Regions from separate parts of the Xenopus tropicalis genome. Here region 2 is linked to region 1. Evidence: chromatin contacts called from public Hi-C data. All regions are on one chromosome and are shown on one strand. The core of a region is the stretch at or near the end of the contact, and the rest is flanking DNA. Distances in the headings are between cores, read along the strand shown. Region 1 holds the start of sim1 (single-minded homolog 1). Region 2 holds the start of prdm13 (PR domain zinc finger protein 13).

Evidence for each region. A called contact is a pair of places that touch in the nucleus more often than the background predicts.
Region 2: a Hi-C map of neurula embryo shows a contact between it and region 1, with 2.9 times the contacts expected there. The contact joins the promoter of prdm13 here to the promoter of sim1 in region 1. A contact is called at or near these places in 3 of 5 Hi-C or Micro-C datasets (brain, neurula embryo and tailbud embryo).

The regions. Positions count from the first base shown.
Region 1 is chr5:81,622,907-81,628,959 of UCB_Xtro_10.0, reverse strand. sim1 (single-minded homolog 1) reads right to left here and starts at 3,068. Exons shown (of 12, transcript XM_004914545.4): 1 at 2,936-3,068; 2 at 1,499-1,988. The coding sequence starts at 1,673.
Region 2 is chr5:81,992,851-81,999,239 of UCB_Xtro_10.0, reverse strand. It overlaps prdm13 (PR domain zinc finger protein 13), which reads left to right and starts at 2,411. Exons shown (of 4, transcript XM_002932160.5): 1 at 2,411-2,689; 2 at 3,835-3,966; 3 at 4,229-4,349; 4 at 6,231-6,389. The coding sequence starts at 2,549.

The DNA.
Region 1 (6,053 bases), core at 1,819-4,318:
TAATCGCCAGAGTGTCTAAATACAGATAATACTTGATACACAAAAAACGATTTCACAATATTGTTACAGTGCTACAGTTTGCATTGTGTTGTATTGGGTAAAATAATTAAACTGTATTTTCTATAGCTTACCTAGAATTATGTATTTTGGATTAAAGAGGTTTTTAAGAAAAATTAATTGATGAACATGAATACTTTTTTCTTATAAAATATAAATATTAATACAATATGTACAATTGCAACTTCTCAGACTTTGAATTGTGTATATGAAACTGTGTGAATATGGAATTGTGATGAGGGAAAGTGTAATAGGTGTATATGAGTGTTAGAGGTAATGCTTCCTTGTACCCCAACCCCCCCTCCCCACAATGGGTAGTTTCAGTATAAGGCATGTTGAGGTGTTGGCACCAGGTTGGTATAAGAAGCAGCCTAGCCCTAGCAGATAAAGCACCTTACTGTACGATGGCTGCTCTTGGAATATGAGCGTGTTTGTTGGCTTGCAGGATCTGTGCCATTCAGTTCCCAGGTGCACTCAGTCATTCTTCCTCCCACCTAGGCCCAGTTAGTGGCTCCCCTCATTACTCCCAGCCTTCCCAGCAGCACCATATGCTTCCCCTGATCAAGCAGCAGCTACATAGGCACCGATAATTGACGAGAGCTGCTGGAAATCACGCAGACAGGCAGCCTACTGAGACTGGGAGAGTTGGCAAATCATTGCTAATAATCCTTTTAGGAGCATCGCTGTCTTTGCCGTTTCCAATAGCTTTATTTTTATCAACTAAGCACTGACAGGATGAAGAACAACCCAGATCCCTCATGTTATCCCCTGAATTGGTGTCCTAATCACCCACAAAGTCAGCACATCTTCCTTACTCAACCCACCAAGACTTCTGTCTGGGAAGTTTATATTGCCTTGCTCATTAAATCGCCGCTCTTTCTGGTTCCTGTCCGGGAGAAATTCCAAAGTGATATTAATCGACAGAAATTTGGATTCTTTGAGAAATCAAGCATTTTTCGTTGGGCTATAACAAAACATTTGTGATATAGTTCTGGTGTTTTGGTAATGCATTTTTAACAGCAGAACTTTGTAACAAATGTAATTTGTTAAATTTGTTTATGAAGACCGTGCACTTTTTAATACATATAATATATATATATCATGATTAAAAGCCTCAGGAAAATCCCCGAATCCTAAAATGTGTAGTGTGGACAATAGAGGATGTGCAAGGCTCTTCAATAAGACTCAGATGAAGGCAGCTACAGTTTGTTTGTACAAAGAGGGTGGTGTTTGTTTAAGCAAAATCTTGGCGATCCAGACAAAGGCATTGGGGGGCTGTACCCCTAACAGTGATCCGGGGAGCTTACAGTGTGTGGGGTGAGTGTGTGGGACAAAGGTTTAATTCTTAGTCAAGCTCAGAGGAATCTAGAGACATTTGCACAAGGTTTAACAAATCAGTTGTGGCTGAAAGGAAGGTAAACAAAGTGCAAAAAGGACCTACCTTCAGGAAAGACCACTCTCATCTTTAAATAGCTGGTAGTCAGGCGTATGATGGAGGCTTTGTCCAGCTGGGAGGTGATAGCAGAGGGCAAGGGTAATAATTTAGCCAGTTCATAAAATTCGCTGTTCTCCTTCTCCCGTCTAGTCCGGGCTGCATTTTTAGATTTTTCTTTCATGGCTTTTTGTTAATCCCTTGTTTTTCCAAACGGGAACCCACAGACTCATCAACAAATAAAAAACGATTTCAAAGCAGGATTTTTCTTCAGCTTGGCGTTATCGAAAATAGTAGAACCACTTCTTTAAGAGGTCGAGTAATACATATATGAGCATTAATTGTTTTCCAAAATAAATTGGTATCCATACATTGCTGCAAAAATGTGATCTTTGCACGATTTCCTGTCTCAGCAGGTCACAAAGTCCACTTGTGTCCGTCTCGCAGTGGCATAGTTACCCCTCAGTCAGACCCCCGGGCCTTATTGCAGCGGGGCTTCCTGGCAAAGAAACAAAGCCACAGTGCCAGGGAATTATTTGGGGGAGTTTGTCTCTATATGAATATGTTTGTATGATTTACAATTCACTCTTGATAGATAGACAGATATATGATAGGCAGATAGAGAGATAGATAGATAGATAGATAGATAGATAGATAGATAGATAGATAGATAGATAGACAGATATATGATAGGCAGATAGAGAGAGAGAGAGATGATAGATAGATAGATAGATAGATAGATAGATAGATAGATAGATATATGATAGGCAGATAGAGAGATAGGTAGATAGACAGATATATGATAGGCAGATAGAGAGATAGATAGATAGATAATAGATAGATACACCAGTAGATAGATACACAGAAAGATATACATACACAGTGTATATTATACAATATGAATGTCTTTGTCATTCTATATAATTATAATTCAGTTTATTTTTTTTTAAAAAACTACCAAACATCAAATCAAGTCGCTTACCTGGTTATTAGTTGTTTGAAGTATTTAATTATTATAACATTTCGTTAAAGCCACTCACCTCTGACATACACACTCCTGGCTAATCCACAATAAAACAGTTTTAAGCAAACAAAAAAAAAAGATCTAGCTCACGAATTGAGCGACTGGAACTACTGCCACATTACTAAAGCCTTGTGTGCAGAAACCTGTTGTGCGACAGAAATATATCGCAGGCAGATTTTGAGTAGCACAGATATCTGCTCCTTTTTTACAGAGGAGAATTGAAGGAGAGACAGATTTGCAGATTTGGGGCCAACACACACCATATAACACCGAAGCTACAAGGTGCTGCTGTCTAATGCCAACATGCCAAGCAGGCCCAGGACATGAGAAGCCCAGTCCCCCCAGTAGCCCCGGGTCGGAGAGCATCACCCACTGCAGCCCCAGCTTATATGTGTGTAATTAAAGAATAAGGAGCCACTCACCTCTCCGAGTCCCTCCGGGTTGTACGGTGTCCCTGTAGGCACCAGGCAGGAGCGGGCGGCTGTTTGCTCACAGGGGCCAATTGTCCGCAGAGAGCGCCCATTAACTTCTCCTTCCAGCCTCACTCATTGCAACTTCATTCCCGCCCCTGCTCCCCCTTACCCTCCCTTACTGCCAGTCATTCGCCATGCTGAGCGCAATTGGGCAGCTCATGGCTCTCCACGCCCACCCATTGGCTGACCTGTTCCTGACTCAGGAACTGGCACTAGAATAATGCCCGAGGCAGCCGCCCCGCTCCCTGGGTGCTACACCTGAGCTGGAATATTTCCTGGGGGCGCGACAGTAGCTGCCAGAGATGGGGGGGGGGGGTGGCACTCAGTACAGGTGCCCAGGTAGGGGGGCAGCTAGTTCCACGCTTTACTGGCAGTTAGTTGGTACTGGGCTGGTTCGGTATTAAGTGGAAAATGGACACTGATAGTTCACACACAGTTCTCCTGCCCTACTGACACACTGATCCTGTCTGGCTCACACATTGGCAGACCTGGCATACAAATGGGTAATGGTATTAGATTCTATGAAAGAAAAGTCAGACAGAAGAAAGACTGTTAATTCTTTGTAAAAATTCATAAATTATTTGTATAAAATTAATATTTCACACACACAAGTCTACGGATTTCTCTTGCTCTTTCTATGTTTTTGTTTTTACTATCTGCTGTTTGTATTTCCTTAAAGTATTTATTCTCATGGTGATATCGGAATAACTAGATTATGTTTGTGTCTTAAAAGCAAAGCTCTGCATTTCGCACATTGCGCCAGATATACTAAGGAGCGGTCTAAATTACCAGCAGGTGAACACATAGAGCAGCCTATAATTTGGCTGTGCCCCCCTCCGTTTGCCTGCATGCATAGCGGCAGATCTGGAATCAGGTGGGGTTTGCACAGATGTCAGAGTTAGAGAAAAGGCTGGTAGCTATGAAGGCATGTGGCTACTTACTATGTGGGTCCCAGCCCTCTGCAAAGTGGTAAGTACTGTGCAACAATCACTTTGCAATGGGAAGTGGGGGGGCGGGCGCGTCTTTGGCAATCAGATTTGCACAGATCAGTTAATTTATTATAAGACTTCCAGTAACATCTAAACAGTAGTAAATTGGTTCTCAACTTCACTCCCCACCATCAGCTCCACATATTCGGAGTTGCAAACCAATGTTCCAAACATCCTTTTGGTCACTATATATGTGGGGTTCGGCCGGAGAAGACTGGATCTTATAGTCCTTGTTATATCTGTCAGTATTTCTGTAAAATGTGCCAGTAATCAACGCTCTGTGTTACTTGTGTTCGTTGGATAAGAGGTTCGGCAGCAGCTGTGTCACATTTGTCTGTCAGTCGGTGCCCAGCAGCCCTATACATAGGGACGCAGATATACATCTGCCTGTGAGTTATCGCTCAGTCTGTGCTCCCGCAGATAGACTAGGAAACCAGGCTGGGAATTATCTCCTTATAAGGGAAATATTCCCTAATTTAATCACCCGGGAAGATATACTGGGCCACCCAGAGATGATTGGGCGGACCCTGGTGGATAATTAGCCCTTTCCAGCTCTATACTGCGTGTCCCCATTCTATAAACCACCCAAATGAGAGTTTTTAGAGCTAATCACTGGTCAACCGAAAGGTTTATCACCTAGAAGTTTGTATCTCTCCCTCTCTAAGCATCTTCATTTATGGTGTGCACCCTCTCTATACATCAGTCATCTACCTACAGTACCGCCATCAATATCTGTTAGAATAAAGAACAATGGTGCTGATGTTTGCAGGTAGAGTTAAAGCGCAGGCTGCATCTTTGACGCAACTGAATTTGACTGGATACAAGTTTCTATAAATGACCTAAAAGCGATCCCCGAAATCCAGTGAGGTGCCCCCCAAATGTGACCATCAGACCTGCCTAAATAAAGTCCGGGCGTTTTTAAGCACACGGCCATCCTGCATACCAGCATGCTCTGGGCTTCCCTACTATTCCAACTGAAATATTGCTCGCCACAAATACTGCTCTGCAGCTATAAATGCTTTAAGCACAGCCATTGACTTTTTATTCCTACTGGAAGTATGGGGAGGAGAGCCCTGCGAAGCTTGCTAAAGCTCACTGTATGGGCCCATCTCCCTGCGCCGAGTATAGCGCCCACACTTCCACTGGGCCCTGGCACATGTCTCAGCATAAGAGCCTGTAATATTCCTACCGTCTGTATGGGACATGCTCCCCACAGGGACTTCATCCCACTGAGCACCCAAAATCCAGTGCCGGTTATTCATTTCTCTCCAATCTCATTCTAAACGGTTCCGTGTGTTCTAGCTGAGTATTAACAAACCAAGACAAATTTCATTTTTATGGAGTACCTGTAGTGATTAGGTAATTTTTGTCAAAACAGGGAGATCCTGAGCCGCACTAGAAAATGCAGTTAAAATATTAGCCATATCATATTAACCCCATTATATATAATTAATATTTTCCAAGATAAGCAACATTAGTCAGTAAATTATACAAATGACGTGCAAAAATTGTAACTTATTTTTTTTAATGACTATTTTGCTTATTTCCAAATTCTTTAACTTGGTAACGCGACAGGGACCATAATAATTAATCCTGTTGCCTTTTTTTGGGGAGATGTTCGTCTCATTCGTTAGCTTGTAAGATTTTATATATATATATATGTATAATGTCATGTTAAATTTGTTAATTTGATGTGGATATTTATAAGTAATTTGGATAATATGCAGTAACCCACTGGGGAAGCAGGGAGTCACATGATGTGAGGCAGGCAGGTAGCGGGCAGGTAAGGGCAGGGCTGATGTATATGCGGCAGAGGTTGCAGAGATCTGAAGGATAGTAAATGATGAATGGATGTTATCCGCAACTCATGTGCGCCTAGACTTAATTAGTCTGGGAGAGTTATTTGCACGAAATGAAACGAGTTACTGGTACCTTCTAGAGTAACAGATTTCTAATGATAATTATTAACAATGTAAAAGAAATAGCCCTAACTTCCATAAGGTGAACTGTATGTATCGTTCTTTAATTGGTTTTTAATATCTTTGCCACCACGAAAACAATTACATGGGGAAATGTAT
Region 2 (6,389 bases), core at 1,162-3,661, 370 kb before region 1:
TCTCTTTCCTTTTGTGGCCAATTTATTTCACTAGGGGAACGTTAACTCCTAAGTCACAGGACAGAATAATAAAAATGGGGTAGCTGGTGTGAATGGTCTCAGAGCAGGGGCTTTTCTTTTCTTGCTTGGATGGGAACCAGCCACAATTGCCCATATTAATAAATAACTTTGCTCACAGTCAGTCTTTACTTTGTCCTATTGAGAAAATTGTTCGCGTGTCGTTCACGCCTTTTGGAGAGTCCCCAAACTGAGCAGTAGGGGCACCTTTACCTTACAGTGCCAGCTAAGAATGGACAGGCCAGAGGTTACAGGGGCATGTTAAGGGCTTCAATTTATTGCCCCCTTTTTCATTACCTACCATTCATGGGGACGATCAAAGGGATTAATTCGTTTTTTTAACCAGCTTGGTGGAGCCTAGATTTCATAGAAGCGTCTCAGCCACAGTCCCATTATCTAGTGCAGGGTGATGCTTTCCTGATGTTTTCTGAACCACCTAGTCCTCTTCCGACTGGGTAGGAGTATATTTGTTCATGTCAACCCAGATACAGAGACACAAATATGCTCTATCCAACAGGGTATAACACAGAAGGGTTTAACATACTGGACAGGTTTCTCCAGCCTAAATTGTAACTTGTAAGCTTGTTTGCTGGGGATCTATAGGTTGCTGCAAAATGTTAGGAAAATTAGAAAACATAAATAAATAGAATTATGCTCGAAATTATCCTAACAGACAACTGTCAATAGAGAAACAAAATCTATCATCTATCTATCTATCTATCTATCTATCTATCTATCTATCATCTATCTATCTATCTATCTATCTATCTATCATCTATCTATCTATCTATCTATCTATCTATCTATCTATCTATCTATCATCTATCTATCTATCTATCTATCTATCTATCTATCTATCTATCTATCTATCTATCTATTATCTATCTATTATCTATCTATTATCTATCTATCTATCTATCATCTATCTTATCTATCTATCATCTATCTATCTATCTATCTATCTATCTATATATCTATCTATCATCTCATATAAGTTGCAGGAAAGATTCTAAATTGCAAGGTTTTTAGGGGGTCGGTATAAATCAAACTCCATGCATTAGATATACCAGAAGAACATGACAGCATTATTTCAGAATCAAAAACACTGCACCTAGTAACGCTCTAGTAATACAAGAAAAATGCAGTATCAAACGTTTATTTGTTGGACAAATCAATCTAAATGTGTCCAAAATTCAAAGGAGTGACGCTCGCAAATGTTTACTTTGCTGATCCCAAAAGGTGTACAGGGGTAGTGTAATTGGTGTTCAGATTATTTTCGGTGTTCAGTGCATGTCTGGGTGTCCATCTATGAACTGTGCCATGTACCTGTTTGTGGATCTATTGGTAAATATGGTAGCATGATTACCTATTTGAATAGAAATTAACGTAACGGTATGCTTACATGTATAGGAATAGGTTTACATGAATGGATAAATATATGTATGCTTGAACGTAGTCAGTACATAATTATTCTAGCATGTATGTAAAGTGCACATGCTGTGAGAATAAATGCTCATGTAATTAAGTGCGCATTCATTCTAATATATATATATACATGTATGTCAAGTTAGAATAAATTGGTCTAATAAATTGTTAAAATACTTAGGCATATTAAAATATTGTCAAATATTTTTGCCCCTTTGCAAAGTCAAATGTAGATGGAATAAAATATGTCGATTTTTTCTCAGAGAACCGTTAGTTAATTTTAAGGAAATGCTACTTTCTGTACCAAATATGTGATCTAAACTTCGACATAAGGGACATAAGAAGCCCCATGCAATAGTGGCTGTAGAAGGAGTTGTAGGTGCTGGTGGGGTTTTTTCCCATCAAGTACCTGCCTGAGTTTTGTTTGGCACACGCCAGGAATCAATAGGAGTTAACAAGTCCTCAAACATTCCTGGTCCCTTTGTTAAACAGCCTTTTGCAATAAAGCCAAGGGGAAGAGAATTAAAAATCTTTGAAGTATATTAAACCTCAAAAGAATCAGCCGAGTAGACCTAAAGAAGTCACTTATTTTGTAAAACTGGTTTGTCTGGGAAACAATAAGGAGAAGTAAAATTTATGGAGAAATTATACAGTGGATTTGTCACTTAAAATATCGTAACTGTCTAGGGGACAATACCCCATGCTGAGGATTAATGGTCCCCCTAGACCTTTGATTCACCAGAGTCTTTTCTTTGCCCTTGACAAATTGGATTTTTAGGAATGAGAAGGTCGCCTGGACCATTGTCTGGTTACCATTCATGGGAGTTGATTATGCAGGAGGCTTAGGGAAAGTCTCCATGTGACCCTCTTGGCTGAGATTGTGCAGCTGCTGGAGAAGCAAACTCTCTCACCAAAGTGGGAGCCCTAGAGCATCCCCTCCCGAGCCCATAGAAAAGCCAGGGAGAGTGCAAAGCAGCGTCACTGTGCAGGCGGAGATACGCCTGAGTGCTGTCCTCCCCTCTCTCTGCCTCTGTCACTGCCAACTACTGGGGGTCCTGCTGCCAGCATGCATTGCAACAGGGCTCTGGCCGTCAGCATCTACGCCGACAACTGCATCCCTGCCGGCCTGCGACTTGGTCCCATCATGGGCATCTTCAAACTAGGGAAGTACTTGTCAGATCGCAGGGAACCTGGACCCAAGAAAAAGGTATTTGACATTTGCAATGGCTATTGCTTATCCTAAAAGATGTACAGGGGTAGTGTATTTGGCTGCTGCAGCACATCAAATAGTAAACGAGGAAGGGATATATATATATATATATATATAGTTATATATTTTGCATATATATAGGTGTTCATGCTGTTTTAAATACATGTTTTGGTTTTTCACAAGAAATGTGATGCTGGTCTTTTTTTTGTAGTGTATATATATAGATATATATATTTATAGATATATATGAACATATATATATATATTCAGCATACTGTTTATATTTTGTTTTGGCTCTAAGAACTTATCCTTGCGTTATAGGGAAATATCGAACTCATTTTGGTAAATTTGTTCTTTAACTGTACACTTATAACGCATTTATGGTGACTAATATTTGTATGAACGAATTTTCCAATAGTAATATATCAGTGAGTTCTGGTAGGGAACCTTAATTATAGCCTTTTTCTGCCATATTATGAATTGTTTTTTCAAATGCTTTTCGTTTTGATTTATTTAATGCATTGTCGGATAATATGTATTTATTACTTTAATTGCCAATGTCCTGGACATATAAGTACTTTTTTTTATTTCTGTCGTTATCTACAAATAATTTAGTGACTGAGGGTAATATAGTGAAAACAAGTGCAGTGCACTGGTATATGAATAACTAATGGCAAAAACAGAAGCGTTATCAGTAAATAATGAGCAGAGCACACAAGGGGGGCTGGAAAAATCAATGGCTTTTGTCACACGTTCCGCTCCGATTTTTAATGTCTTTTAATTGTTTTTGAACGCTCTGCCAGACTTCTCAAATTTATTTCTCATCATCTGGCTCCATTGGGTTCTCACATTAGTCTGCATTGTTAAAGTGACTTTTATTACATGCCCATTCAACTATTTAAGCCTTAATATGCTCCTTTACTATATGGTCCCTTTGGGATGTGGTAATGATTGAAGTCACGCTGATAAAACTGGACAGTAGTGGTTAAATATTCAATAGTTTATTGCGCTGTATTGAAAAAAATAAACAAAAAAAACTTTCATCGATTTTTTTACACACACACAAACGTACACACATAACCCTCTATTTTTAACGATTACTCCTATACTGAGTGACAATTGAGCAATCTATTGGCTTTTAGGTGCGTTTTGTGAGAGGGGACCTGCTTGATGAGGCTGGAGGTCCCGCCACAGAATGGATGGGCTTAATCAGAGCAGCCAGAAACAATCAGGAACAGATTCTGGAAGCTATATCTGATTTACCAGGAGGCCAGGTACAACTATCTTGTTTCTTTATTTGGAAAACCTGTTTGTCTATCAATGTCATTCACTTCTCCTTCTTTCTGTCTTTCTTTTATATGCAATCGTTCGTCCTGTATTTATCACCTGTCAGTCATTTAGCATATCTTCATTATAATTATCGCCAAATCTCTCTCTATATATATATGTCAATCCATCTATTTGTTTTCCTGTCCGAGTGTCCATATGTAAAGCTGCAGTCTAATGCGTCTGCCTTACCATGCTTATGTCCCACAGATATATTATAGGACTCTGAGGGACGTGCAGCCAGGAGAAGAACTCACTGTATGGTACTCCAGTTCCCTTGCACAGTGGTTTGACATCTCCACTACAGCCACTCCGACCCATGATGAAAAAGGTATGCACTAATGTATTAAATCGTATTACCTCTAGTCACCTATAGCATCCCAACGTTACTACAGCAGGTAAATCCATCAGTTTAAAGAAGGAACAGATGAAATGATTCACTGGTGATGAAAAGAAAGAACATTAATAGATACATATAGATACATTGGTGCGAAGCTGCCATTCTGCATAGTTAGATTTCGATCTTCTGATTTAATTGTAGCGCTGTACTCCTCCGAATCAAAAAGAGCAAAGAGACTAATAATCCAAATATGCATAGTAATGATGTCCTCTTTGCATTAGAACTCCTATATTCCCAGTGTTACAGTTCGAATCTAAAGCAAATCCAATCCAATAATTAAAAAAAAATTAACGAATGCGTTAATAACCTTACATATTTTGTCGTTTTTTATTACCTCTAGTACATGAGCATTCGCTTGAAAGTAGAAAATCAATTAGTATTTCTAGAGTACTCTACCCAAACTTCCCTAACCCATTTATACTTAGCTTAATGTTTATGTAGAAAAAAGCCAAATGCAGTTTAAGTTGCAGGGATCTGTTGAAACATACAAACTAAAGTATAATATTTCCTAGTGCAAACTAAACAAAGCAAGAATACTAAATATATACAAAAATACTGTAAAACATAAAAATAACGAAAGCGACAGTGGGGGCAAAATAATTCTCTATATCATCGCGTAATGTATGTAACTAATATCATTTATTAAAAAACAAAGTTCCTTTTTTAACGCTGTTAGAATAGGCACATTTTTCTCACCTTATTCAAAACCTCTTGCAAATGTAAAAATTTCCACAGTAGGCAGAAAATTGGTATATCGCATAATCAGGATACCATGAATAATAACTGGATTAAAGGGCAAGGGATTACACTAGTTATCTGTTTAACACCAGTATACAATTAGGCACACTGATTTCACTAAATCTCTGCATTGGGACTCCACTTTAAAATTCGCAAACTCTGCGAAGAAAATAGGCTGGTAATATAAAAAGGCTACAATTATAACACGACTTTGTATATGATCAATGGTAAAAAAAAAAAAAAAGATACTGTACAGAGGTATAACGGTTTTTAATTTTTTATCATAGTTACCACTGTAACACAAGTTGATAAACATGTCTTTATTGCTTGTGAGTTTCTCTACACAGCATATATCCAAATAATGACCGGCAACTGCACCATTCTAGGTCCCATGGTTTTTGGATATAGATACTTAAAGAAATGAGCTGCGTTCATAGGGATTCAGAATATCAGATCCGATTATAGCTAATAATAATATCATTTTTGTATTTAAATGGACATCATTACTGTTTTTGATATTGCTGTAATTATTATAATCAAAGTTGCTTTGCAAGCAGGGTCATGGTAGTGCTAGTAATATGTAAAAGCAAATGGGAATGGGAATGTAAGGCTTGTAAATATGATGTCCCGCATTGTTAGGAGAAGTACATCATCATTAGATGGTCCTTTTGTTGAATAGAGTCCCTAAATTGGCTGACATACGTTACCTATTTTCCTAATGTCAACAGATGGGCCAGATCCCAGTGCACTGAGCAGTCAGCTCCCCTTGTGATCGCACTAAAACAGCTGCCTGGGGGCTAGCCCAAAGAACGAATAGTTAGAGCTTAGCACTTGCTGCCTGGGAACCATCACACCGGGTTCTTGCAGTATTGTAACTAAAGACTTATTAAGACAGGAAAATATAGGATGCGATTTTAATTCAAACTTTACCATTCATTTAATAGTGTATATTCAGACAGGCATTTTATTATGAACATAAGTATTACTGTCCTACAACAATTCTATTCTTCCAACACATTTTGTCACAATACCCTTCGCGAAATGACATCGCTAAATGTCTGTTCTATTTTGCAGGAGAGGAGCGCTACATCTGTTGGTATTGCTGGAGAACATTTAAATTCCCCAACACCCTGAAAGCCCACGTTCATTTTCACTGCTCCCTTAACAGCAGCAGGGGGTTTCTGCATAACGATCAGATCAGAACCTCTCAATCCTTTTCTGCGTCCCCGAAAA